Linked DNA regions of Zea mays: all the other regions are linked to region 3. The links are chromatin contacts, called in public Hi-C maps. All regions are on one chromosome and are shown on one strand. Each heading gives the region's core, a stretch centred on a gene start, on an enhancer-like site or on the middle of the called end of the contact. The rest is flanking DNA. Distances are from core to core; before and after follow the strand shown. Region 1 holds the start of LOC100278408. Region 2 holds the start of LOC100284725. Region 3 holds the start of LOC100280411.

Region 1 (4,029 bases), core at 1,054-3,553, 240 kb before region 3:
TCACTAACCTTTTGTCAGCAGCAGCAATCTTGAGTAACTCATCCATATCTTTGGATATAAGATTCTGAACACCTTCAGAGTGAAGCACTGTTTCTTTTAAATGTTTTATGCTATCTTTTGAAAGGGCGCGCATTAGACTGCAACCTTTGACTATGGTATTGGCAACCTCAAATGCTAAAATAGATATTTTGTTCCCCTTTGTTGCAGTGCCTGATCCAAAACTACTTATATTCAAATTTGTCATGCTACTGCCAAGTGTGTCAAGCACTTCCACTGCTTTTCCAAGGCCAGCAGTACTAGCTCTACCCAGAATTGAGCTTACTTCCGAAACCTATTTCAACAAGGAAATAGAACATCAAACATGGCATAGGGTCTAGCAATCTCTCTGACCGAGCAGAATTTTTGAACATTTCATGGACAAATAGTTAAGGGTGAACATTTCAATTTAGCAACGATAAAAGTTCATCTTTCATAGGTTTAGCATAGCAAACCATTTTATGAATGGCTGGAAGTCATAAAGCTATAGTAGTGTGGCAATAAATAGGAAAAGCTACAACAATATTCTGGCAAAGTAATAAGAATGCAGGTGAAAACAGCATAAACTGCATTGCATTTGTAGGATGTGCACTCTCAATCACCCACAACTGTGCAGCAGTTCCCTTCCCACACAACACTCTAAAAAAGCCCTCTTAGCCGATTAATAGTTCATGTTGGTGAAATAGCCGAACATATGTGTTCCTATCCAAGGACAAATCTTTAGGTATATTCCATCCTTTCAAGTCCTCTTTTTCTTCCTCCCCCAATATCAAAGGATCCCTCTATGCACCAGTAGGGTCTTTGTTTGAAAGTCCAAACCATCTGAACTGGTGTTGGACAAGATTTTCTTCAGTTGGCAGTACCAGTAGCCCATATGTTGAAGTTAAGTGAAATGGCCGCCTTTCCCCATTACCTTAAACTTTTTGGTTGAATAGGTCAGTACCAGGGTCAAATATCTCGATTCTCGAGTTCGAATCCTGGCAGACGCAATTAAATACTCCTATTAAGTATGAATTAATTGCCCGTCTTTCCTCATCATCGTAAGCACTCAAGATTTTATTCAGTTGGGTTCAATTGGTTAGTTCTTGGTCCTTTCTTGTGTGACCATAAATCCAAAGCAACATACACATTCATTATAGCAGAGAATAACAAATTCCTTGCTGCCAAGCACTCAAGGAAAACTTATTAAAATTCACGCAAAGATGTTGGTAGATCATCCTCTAGTTCAAGATGTCAAAATGTCATGAAAAGGCTAATGCTACAGAAAAAGAAAGCTCAAAATTCCCATGAGAAAAGTGCACTAATCCCTAAGCAACATTATCAGCACGAACAAATTACACTGATATAAAAAACAATTCAGTTTTTTAACAGACGAGGCAAGAAATGATTGATTCAGCAATAATGCATTAAAGTAAGTACTGAAAACTTGCCTTATTCGCCACACCCATCCCCGACTTCTGAGATGGCAACCGTGCCAGTGGTGGCACCCCATCCCATGGTGCTGCAGTGTTATCCGCGGTAGCTCCAGGCACTGCCGTTTGCGACACCGATACAGGCAGTGGTGGCGCTGCTGGCTGCTGCTGCTGCTGCTGCTGTTGATGTTGCTCTTCTTGCATCCTCTTGGCAGCAGCCTCCCCCACCACAGCTTTCTTCTCCTCCTTCACCACTAGACGGTCATGGCGGTCAACCTCCCGGCCGGGGCCGAGCGTAGTGTCGCTGGGTGACTTGTCCACCGCCGACCCCTTGGAGCAAAAGCCCCCCATTTCGTTGCTCCCTCTTCAACCAAACCCTAGGCCCTCAGTGCCCACCGGCGGCTCTCACCTCCCACGCACCGAAACATTCCTGATCCCCGCGCCGCCGGCTCCCATCCGTACCAAACCTATCCAAGCGAAAATGAACCAGCTCGGAACGAAGGTCGCGACCGCAGTACTACACTCCAACCGGCGAAGCCGCTCACCTGCAGAAGCCATGAGAACAGCGCCAAGTCAGAAGAGAGGCGCGGAATTTCCGCGCAAAAAGTAAAGAGATTTTCTCCACACGAACGCATTTTCACCAGAAATTGGCGCAAGGGAACGCACCTGCGGCGGGTGGATCGGCGAGGCGGGACGAAATCGGGCGCAGAGGCCCTAACCTCTGGAAGGGGATCGGTGGATTTGAGGGAAGTGATGAGGCCGATGGGCAGGGTGGGTGAGCTTCGTTCTTCTTTTTGCCTTGTTGGAGGGTACAGCAGTAGCCGGGCAAGGAGGGTCCAACAGCGGAACTGCGGCAGGGAGGGTCCAGCCCACTGCAGACTCCACGACCACGGTGACCAACTGCCGCTGCCCGCTGCTATTGCCACACGCAGGAGGCGCACGCACAGGCACAGGAACAGGCACATCAGCGGGCGCTCATAAATTAACGCGGTTTCGCGGCGGCCGTGTTGCCGTCCGTGTCTACGCAGTTATTAGGTACAGTGGTGTTTAATGTATAATCTTTTGAGCTGTCTAAAATTGTATTTGTAAAAAAAATGGAGCCATCTTTTTTGTGAAGAGATATCTCTGAATTGTAGCTTAAATAGTAACAGATGTCTTACTTCCACTGTACGAATTTGTTGTCTGTTCAATCGATTCGATGTTATACAAACGCATTTACTTTTATATTTATTAATAGGCTACATTTATAGACACTCCATTGTATAATAGAGTATCTTAGTTACCTCTTGTGTTTGAAGAGCCGTTTTGGTGTCTCTCTACTATACATGTCCTTAGAGGTTTATCGATAGCAATTGCATCAATCATAAATGGGTGTTTAGTTTCTAGGCAATAATTTGTAGTTTCTCTAGTTTATTTTGGTTTAGTTTTTAAATTGCAAAATACGGAAACTAAAAAAATATTTTAATTTATGTATTTGATAATTTAGAAACTAAAATAAAATAGGATGCAAGAGCTAAAAAAATAGTTACTAAAAACCCAATACCCCTAATTTTCACAACGTATAACATGTTTGCTTTGGATGCAAATAAACTCGCAAATATTTCCTTTTTCGTGGATTGTTTAATTAAACGGAGAGGCGGGAGTTAAAAAAAACGAGCTTGAGCAAACAGCGAGAAGCTATTAGCTAGTCGTGTTGATTTGCGTCTACGTTATTTTAACACTTAGGTAGTGTTTGGTTGAGGAGCCAAATAGAACGGAGTCGTTTCATCCCTGATTTTAGGAACAGAGCCGCTCTGTTCTGTGTTTGGTAATCTGGAACGGAGCGGTTCTGTTTTTTGTTTGGTTGCAGAGTGAACGGAACGGAGCGTGACTGTGAGAGCGGGATTGGAACGGAGCGGCTCCGTCCCATTGATTTTTTGGAGCGGAATGGTTCTGGATCTGAGGAGAATATTCTCTAATTGGAGCCATTCTATTCTAATTACTTTGTAACCAAACAACAACAAAACTTGAACAGAACGGTTCCGTTCTACTTGGCTCTTCAACCAAACACTACCTTACTTGCTGGTGTTTCCTTGTTAGCATGTCATGTGCAGCGATGACTTGAATTGTCCAATATAATAGATTTCTTTGACTAGCACTTAGGTTAATAGTACACCGAAAATATACTAGCTCATAACCTCATGTGATAGTGTAAGAAATATGTGCAAGCATCGCGTGACATGCAATTTTGCAAAACTTTTATCATATATACTTACTATGTTCTTTTTTATTTATCATGTTTTAGTTTAAATATAAATTAGCGGACGACAAATATTCTCGAAAACTAAGGTAGTACCGTAGTAGTATGCAGAACCGCCACTTGCATGAGTTGTTGAAGATTAATCCAGTGCAGTGAACCAAAGCATTGTTTTCTCCATTTATCATGATTAAACCATATGAACACATGCATGTGAGTAGTAGTAGCAGCAACAGCTAGGTTGGAGTGTTGGTGCAAGCAAACCTAAACCACCACGCATGGACTTGCAGCAGCACTAGGGAACAACACTCCAGTTAGTGTGTGGAGCTAGATCATGTGGCCAGG
Region 2 (3,857 bases), core at 855-3,354, 200 kb after region 3:
CGGGGACGGGTAGCCGTAGCCCGCGGCCTGCTGCGGCGGGTAACCATAGCCGCCGTACTGCGGTAGACGAGCAGCGTAGGGCGCCGCCGTGCTGGGACCGGCCGAAGGGTAAGCCGTCACCGGTTCGCCCCCCTTGCCTGGCTTGCCTGCCGTGGGTGGGTAGCCGGATGAGGGCGGGTAAGCAGCGTCGGCCTTGCCGCCGGCGGGCGGGTAGGCGCCGTATGGAGGTGGGTACGCGTCGGCCTTGGCTGCCGGCGGGTATGCGGTGGCAGGGGGGCGTACGCGTCGGCCTTGCCTGAAGGAGGCGGGTACGCGGCGGGAGGCGGGTAGGCATCAACCTTGCCTGAAGGAGGCGGGTACGCGGCGGTCGGTGGAGGCTGGGCGTAGGCGGACTGGGCGGCGGGGCGGGGGCGTAGCCGTTGGCGACCTCGCCGAGCTTGTACGAGAGGTTGAGGACTCCCTGGGGCTTGCCGGAGGAGATCTTGCGCACCTGGTAGGCGACGAACTTGGCGGGGACGGGGCCGTCGGGGGCGCCGGAGAGGAGCTCGGACAGCGGGATGTGGACCTCGCCGACGTCGCGGTCGCGGAGGGCGCGCTCGGCGCGGAGGAGGACATGGAGGGAGGAAGGCACCACACCGCTCATCATGATCGCTGCCCCCACCAGGTACCTCACCGGCGAAGGCGCCCCCACCTCCAAACATTGATACTCGACGACAAGCGGGGGAGGAAGGCAGGCGCGGCTAGGGTTGGCAGCGTGGTGTCGTCAGCGACGCCCGTGTATGGCTCGCGACCCTGAGGGTCCAAGGTGACGCTCTCTGGCTAGTTTGCGCATCGTCGTCCTCCTTCTCCTCACAGCCCGGGGTTGAAGCAGACGGCTGGGGGCGCGACGGTCGCAGATCCGAAGACGGGGTGTGGGGGAAGAAGGCGCGACGGTCACGGACCTGCGGGGGGGGGGGGGGGAGGGAGGGGATGGGGGCGGACCTGAGCGGGGTGCGCGGGGGTCACGGAGGCGGGGGCGGGGGCACGGTCTACAATTGTCTCTTAATAGTTGTAGAGATGTGCCAGGCGAGCTGGCGAGGCATGCAAGTACTGCGGGCTCCTTTTCTGTTTAATTTACTCGTGCATTCTCTGCCGACGATAGCACTTCCTGGTCTAAAAAAGATACAACTTTAGCTTAGTTAAAAAAAATCAAATCTTAACTAAGTTTATATATAAAAAAATAACATTTTTTGTACTATACTAAAAAGTAGTCTCTCCAATTTAAATTATAAAACATGTTGGTATCGGAAAAAACTATATACCTAAAACAATCCAAAACCTTATTATATTTTAGAAAATGAAAGGAACACTAGATTTTTCATGGAATAATATTTTCCATATGTATTTATGTTGTACTTGTACATGTGATATCATTTTCTATTCGCTCCGTGAAGTTTAAGATAGTTTGGCTTTGATCAAATCTAGTATTGCATTATTTTCTCTATCTAAAAAAACAATGCAATCATATGTTTGGGACAAATCAAATTATTTGAATAAATCTAGATTTCTTCTATCGTATAAATAATGCCATTCTTGTTTTCAGAGAAGTCAAATAATTTTAACTAAGACCATATATATAATATTAATATTTATGATACATATTTTTAATAAACTTATTTAAATATATAATACGTAGTTAATATTTTTAACAATTGATCGCCAGAACCTCGTACCACCATTTTTATTTAGAACCGAGGGAGTATGAAATAGCATCCACATTTAAAACTCTAACTACTTTTTATTATAAACAAATTTTATATTCGAATAAAATTTTATATTGTAACTATTAATTATCATATATATATATATATATTATGGAGCACGTATGTTGAGACTTGAGACAGAGGAAGTACTTTTTTTTTCTCGGACATCTTTCCTAGCTGAGGTGACTAGCATATATCTTTATAGGAGTACTATTCAATAAATAAGTTTGCAGTGGCGCTGCTAGTCCAATACGCTCGTGACCACCTCTGCTTTACGCGGCCTTGTCCTTTCATCCACTGATCCACCTCGCCGTGCATCCATATAGCCCCCGAGGGGCCTTTCCTCTGCACGTAGCCATATCACACCGCACACAGTACTCGTCCTCCTTGCAGAGCTTGCACCAACACGCCACCTTACCTTGCTTTGCTCGCACTCGCACACAGTTGCGAGCGCATTGCTTGCATTGCGCAGCCGCAGGCCGCAGCACGAAGCTAGCCAGTAGGCGGTAGATGGCGAGCAGCGCGGGGAACCGCTTCCTGAGGCAGCTGAGCGCGAGCAACGGCGACGAAGCGGTCTGCGGCGGCCTGCAGATGGACCAGCAGGAGTACGGCGGCGCCGGCGTGGGGAGGAGGGGATCCCGGCGGTGGTCGAAGAAGCGGGCCGCCGCCGCCGCCGCCGCGAGGGGCTACGGCGCCGGCAGCGGGAATGGCGTGAAGCAGCCGGCCTCTGCCGCGGGGAAGCGGGTGATGGTGGTGGTGGACGAGAGCTCGGGAGCCAACCACGCCATGATGTGGGCGCTCACCCACGTCGCCGACAAGGGGGACTTCCTCACGCTGCTCCACGTCCTGCCGCGCTCCGGCAGCGGCAGGGGCGAGGAGGCCTCCTCCCTCGCCAACTCGCTCGGCACGCTCTGCAAGGCCTCCAGGCCAGAGGTGCACACCTGCAACAACACATGCATTTGCATTTGCTGATTAGTGGAGTTCAATTGTAACTAGTTACTAGCTCGTAAGAAGTGCTCGTTTGAACAACTTTGTTGGCAGCATATGCTTGGAGCCATGCAGAACAGCACAAGAGAATTAGTAGTATTAGTTAACTGAAAACGAGTACACCAACAACAGAATCACTAGGAGTTTAATTAAAAACAATGACACCAACAAATGTATCAGTACTAGTGTACTTCATGGGTTCATGTTTTTTTTAAAGGAAGGATTCTGGCTGGTTGTTAGATAATCTGGAGAAGTCACTCATCACTTGAGGAGTTGAGGTTGCCTTTCTATACTTGTAACCAGTTGGGGAGATCGTAGTCGTAGGTAGATGAGATCAGAATCCACTTTTGTATCTGCTTGGATCAAGATCTAGGTCCCCAAAGGGCACCATATGCAGGGTTCGAGACAACTCTGTAGACAACCATAAAAATGGTGTTGTACTATCTCTGACTTCACCAGCTGTCCAGCTCCCTGCTCCACCACTAGTGGACCTGCTCTATAGTGGATCTAGGTAAATCTAAATCTGGATTAACTTTTTTTTTTGGCTTTGTGAAGTTGTTCCAAACAAACCCATAGCAATCAACTCCAAAGGAAGTAAGCAACACAGACTGGAGGAGGGCTCTCTATTTCCTCCCTGGTCCCCTAAAATCTGGAACCATGAACCATCGCATTATGAAATGCAATATCCTGCCCGGTTTCTGTTTGCTTCAATCAACGCCATAGTTATTTTAATGTCTGTGCACCTGCCTGCTTAAATACGACAGTAGAGGCGCATCAACTGTTCCTTTGTCTTGTTGTGCTGTGCCCTGTAAATGTAAAGAAGAAGAGGTCATGGTGGCTCACGATGAGAAATGGGTGTGAATGATGGTAGGTGGAGGTCGAAGCGCTTGTGATCCAAGGGCCCAAGCTGGGCACCGTGCTCAGCCAGGTGAAGAAGCTGGAGGCCTCCGTGCTGGTGCTCAGCCAGTGCAGGCCATCTCCCTGCTGGTTAAGCTGGTAAGGCACTCCGCACCCCGTACCCCTTCTCCTATCTTATCCGCTCTGCATTTGTCTCGGAAATGTGAAGCTCTCAGAGGTCAACTATGGACCAGTAAAATTGGGGTGAGGGAATCTCTCATGATGCCAATC
Region 3 (3,961 bases), core at 749-3,248:
GCCTACAGCACAGTAGTACTACCACTATAGCTTATCCCTGTATATTCTTAAGCTTGTCCCGTCACCATGTACCCACCCAGACAGACCTTCCAAACTTCCATTTTTCCACCCAGCTTCAACCCAGGTAGGGCTGCTCCAGTTCCACGAATCACAAGCGAGAATGTGTGATGGCTACTACTTTGGAGCAAGGATATACGCAATTTTTTTTACAGCAACCGGCTCCTTCAACCTTTATGCATCTCCCTTTTCTTGTTAAATCCTGTGGTTGGTGAGGAACAAGTCCAGCTTGTGCAAATGCGTCGTTGTACCAGCTATTTAGCTTCTGCCTTGGCCACTCAGTTTAAGAAGAAAGTCAGCTAGAACATTGGCGTCACTGCATGTGTTCCTCGGGGATAACCAACTGTCGTCAAACTGAACATTTACATCCCTGAGGTAGAAAAAAGGAATAAGCTGAGCTGTTCAGATCCGTGCAGCATCATTGCCAAATACAAATCTATACGTGTGAGACTGTGACTGTTTTTGTGATATTGCTTGGTGAGTGATGACAAAATGCAGCTAAGCATAGGTAAGTGTTATACGTATGCTTGACTACCAATGCAAGAATGGCTTGAGCATGTACAGATACCATGCATTAACCAAGGCACAAGCATAGGACATGAATGATTGATTTTTCTGCATCTCTTTTTACCATTGCAGATTAGAAATTCCGTACCTCTTCAGGCTAAGAACTTGGTAATTTTTCCGTAAGTAATCTGCATGCTTAGTGAGAGCATCCTGGGCATAACCTCTGCCGACAGTTCTGATTGCAGCCGTGTTTAGCAAGTTTTCTAACGAACCATGTTTTTGCAGTAGTTTCACCGCGGTCTTTCTGCCGAATCCAGGAACTAAGTGCTGGATTCCTGGAACACCATCTGCTTCATCGCCCATGAAGCACCCTGTGCAGCACAACTTCCAGTTCATTACTAGTTGCTAAAATATAACAGAGACCCAGTGGCCATAGAAATCGTGGATCGATACCAAAGGAAAGGAATATACTCACTAAGGCTTAAGTCTGCAGTTGGATCACACTTGTATTGAGCAACATAATGCCTTAATGTATAGAAAGACCATCGGCCGATCTCAGGAATGGGCACGACTAGCTGAACATCATCAGATATCAGCTGCTTGAAGTCTTTATCCGGTGAGGCAATGGCAACTCTGTAACCTTTCTGTAAAACCTGTTCTGTTAAGGTAGCCACCACATCATCAGCCTCATATCCATCGACTCTTACAACCTGAAAATTTGCCGTTTCCAGAATTGGCAGCCTCAATAATTTGACCTGAGAACAATTGATTGACTGCACTAGTTTAAACATGTGTTGCTTCACCCACCGCGACATTGCATTGGCGGAGAACGTCGACGACGCGCGTGTCAGCGCCAGTGCCGACGCCGCGAGCCCTATGCGCCTTGTACGAAGGCAGCAGCCGCCTCCGGTACTCGTTCCCTCCATCCCCGTCCAAAACCTAAGGCCAGAGAAAAAAAGACTTCAGAAAGAGGTCACCTAACGATGGTTCCTCCTGTCCTGTGTAGAGCTGAAACAGCGCGCGTGTACTCACAGCGACGACGGGGTCACGGATGCTGACGTGTGCGAAGAAGAGGGCCAGCCAGCGCGCGAAGGCGCCGAGGCTACGTTGGGAGCCGCGGAAGCATAGAGGGTTGACGTCGAGGAAGAACACCCGGGGCTTGCTGGTCTTCGATGGGGAGCCGTCCCTGCCCGACAGGTGCTCGCGGGAATGCCCCGCTGGTGACGCGCTGGATATAGCCGAGCTGGACGTAGAGGGAGAAGAAGGGGTAGTGCTGGCTCGACTCGCGACGAGGCGGAGCGGACGAAACCTTATGGGCGCCGCTACCCCTGCGGCGGTGGCCGGCGACGCGGCGACCGCCCCCACGCCCACGGTGGGCAGTGGCAACATCACTGGTACACGGACGCTGCGGCTGGGGTTTGTGGATAGAAGCGCCGACCGAAATAGAGAAAGGTTTTCGATTGGCTTCTGGAGAAGCCCATATTTGTTGCTGGGCCAAAGCCCGTATTATCTCTGACAAATGGCCTAAATTGCGTAAGGCCTGTCACAATTTGGAATTGCAAATTTCACCTCACCGGCATGGGTTGCATTGCATCCATTGACGAGAACTTGAGGAGTTGAGGTCTAAACACGACCTGGTACTTTTCTTGTCTTGTTTAGAGACTCAAGCTTGTGTCTCACGCTTTCCCGTCTTTTGAGCTTGCGCGCTTTGGAGAACACTACTAATTCCAATCAGGTTTCATTGACACGGTTTTGGAATAAAAGTGACGATGGCGGCAATATGTTTATCCACTTTACTAATAATAAACTGATACTTTTTTTGGGAAGTCTCTGGACCGTAATATATGTTTTTGGAAAATGAGCAAAGCGTCGCGTATTCCAATTCCACGCCGGAATGGAATGATTGGTTGGTTCCTTCGTCCAAACCAGCCTCATTCTAAATTCGTTAAGATAGCGTAAGCTTTCGCAAAAAAAAAAAAAGGTAAAAGGAAATGAAAGAGAAGAAAGTGTAGGACTGAAGATGCTCCCCTTTGTTTTTCTGTGCATAACCATAGGTGACAGGACAGTGAACTTCGAACGCGGTGGCTCGGTCTGAACATACCCAACAGCTAATAAGTCAGAGAAAACCCTAAACGTCCACACATGTTCATACTTCATAGCAGACGACTGCAGGAGGAATATACATACTTGCATACATATACATACAAAACTCTTCCATAAACGCTTCACGTATGTATGCGAAGGTCAATAGGGAAAGAACAATTTTGGCCGAAAGATTTCCAACTTGGAGGCCATAGTAGTCAAGAATTTGGATAAGAAATTATGATAGTGGAAAAATTCAAGGGTAAAAGGTGATGCACTCTACAAGCTCCTATCGAGAGGTTTGTGGCGAAGCTATTGTCGAGCAGACATTGTTGTAATTGGGCAACACAACCTAAGCTCTTCTAGTTCATCACTCTGCCATAAAGCAACTGGTCAAGGCATAGGTTGCGGCTATACATGTCTAAATGTTGTGCCGGGTTCAGGACGGGCTAAACCTGTACCGTGATTTGGGTCCCTCAGCTAGCCTGATCCAGCTGGACATGTGTAGTTGCGGCCACTCTGACCTTCTCCTGTATAAGCCAGGGAGGGGTGATGGGCTAACTATTAAACGTTAAACATGAAAAACCAATAAGCTTTTGTGATCCTGTTATAATATCATCTATTGGATCATATTTCTATTTTAGGTCGTCACCATGAAGTCGTCAGAACGAACCATATGAATTTGTTAAAGATGATCTATTCTATTTAGTTGTTCCCCTTAATCTATGTCGATGTTCGTTTCAATCTTGGTTCAACTAACGAGAACAAGATATTAACTTTTTTAATGTATACTAATACGTTGAGTTTTTATTTACTTGTTTTCAACATTTAGAAATCAACTAGTACTTTGTCTATATTATAATTTTAAACGTAGACTTTTAACAATTTTAGGTTTATCAAATATTCTTCTATACATTTTCTATTTGTAATTCTTTTGGTGGCAAAACTGTGGGGGACAGATATCCCCCGGGTCCACTAGAAGGATAAAAGACTTCACGAAAGGCTCAAGGGCCCCATAATTCGTAAGGTCATCCCCTCGTGGGCCTGGGAGGAACGATCAGTGGGACGGATTAACGCAAGGCCGGGTCGGCGCAAGCCCAGACGGCCCAACAAATTCGAGCAGTAATCACAACAGTGACCCGACCTTCCCGTGCAGGAGCCCCGTACAACGGAACCAAGCGAGGATAGGTCGGCTGAATTATAGGAGGATAGACTCAGATGGTTCACTATTTCTTAGGCACGCGTTGTTATCATATCTGCATGTAATGCCCCACGGTCGAGTATATAAGGCTTAGGGGGCACCCCTTCAGAACGA

The links. A called contact is a pair of places that touch in the nucleus more often than the background predicts.
Region 1: a contact with region 3 is called in a Hi-C map of tassel, with 1.8 times the contacts expected there. The contact joins the promoter of LOC100278408 here to the promoter of LOC100280411 in region 3. A contact is called at or near these places in 2 of 25 Hi-C or Micro-C datasets (ear and tassel).
Region 2: a contact with region 3 is called in a Hi-C map of tassel, with 2.0 times the contacts expected there. The contact joins the promoter of LOC100284725 here to the promoter of LOC100280411 in region 3. A contact is called at or near these places in 2 of 25 Hi-C or Micro-C datasets (ear and tassel).

Annotation. Positions count from the first base shown.
Region 1 is chr3:178,403,157-178,407,185 of Zm-B73-REFERENCE-NAM-5.0, reverse strand. It overlaps LOC100278408, which reads right to left and starts at 2,303. Exons shown (of 13, transcript NM_001374044.1): 1 at 2,115-2,303; 2 at 1,467-1,993; 3 at 9-331. The coding sequence starts at 1,799.
Region 2 is chr3:177,967,788-177,971,644 of Zm-B73-REFERENCE-NAM-5.0, reverse strand. It overlaps LOC100284725, which reads left to right and starts at 2,104. Exons shown (of 3, transcript NM_001157620.1): 1 at 2,104-2,675; 2 at 3,601-3,725. The coding sequence starts at 2,253. It also overlaps the pseudogene LOC109945147.
Region 3 is chr3:178,164,293-178,168,253 of Zm-B73-REFERENCE-NAM-5.0, reverse strand. LOC100280411 reads right to left here and starts at 1,998. Exons shown (of 5, transcript NM_001153334.1): 1 at 1,597-1,998; 2 at 1,372-1,503; 3 at 1,040-1,274; 4 at 713-962; 5 at 1-427. The coding sequence starts at 1,953. The coding sequence ends at 316.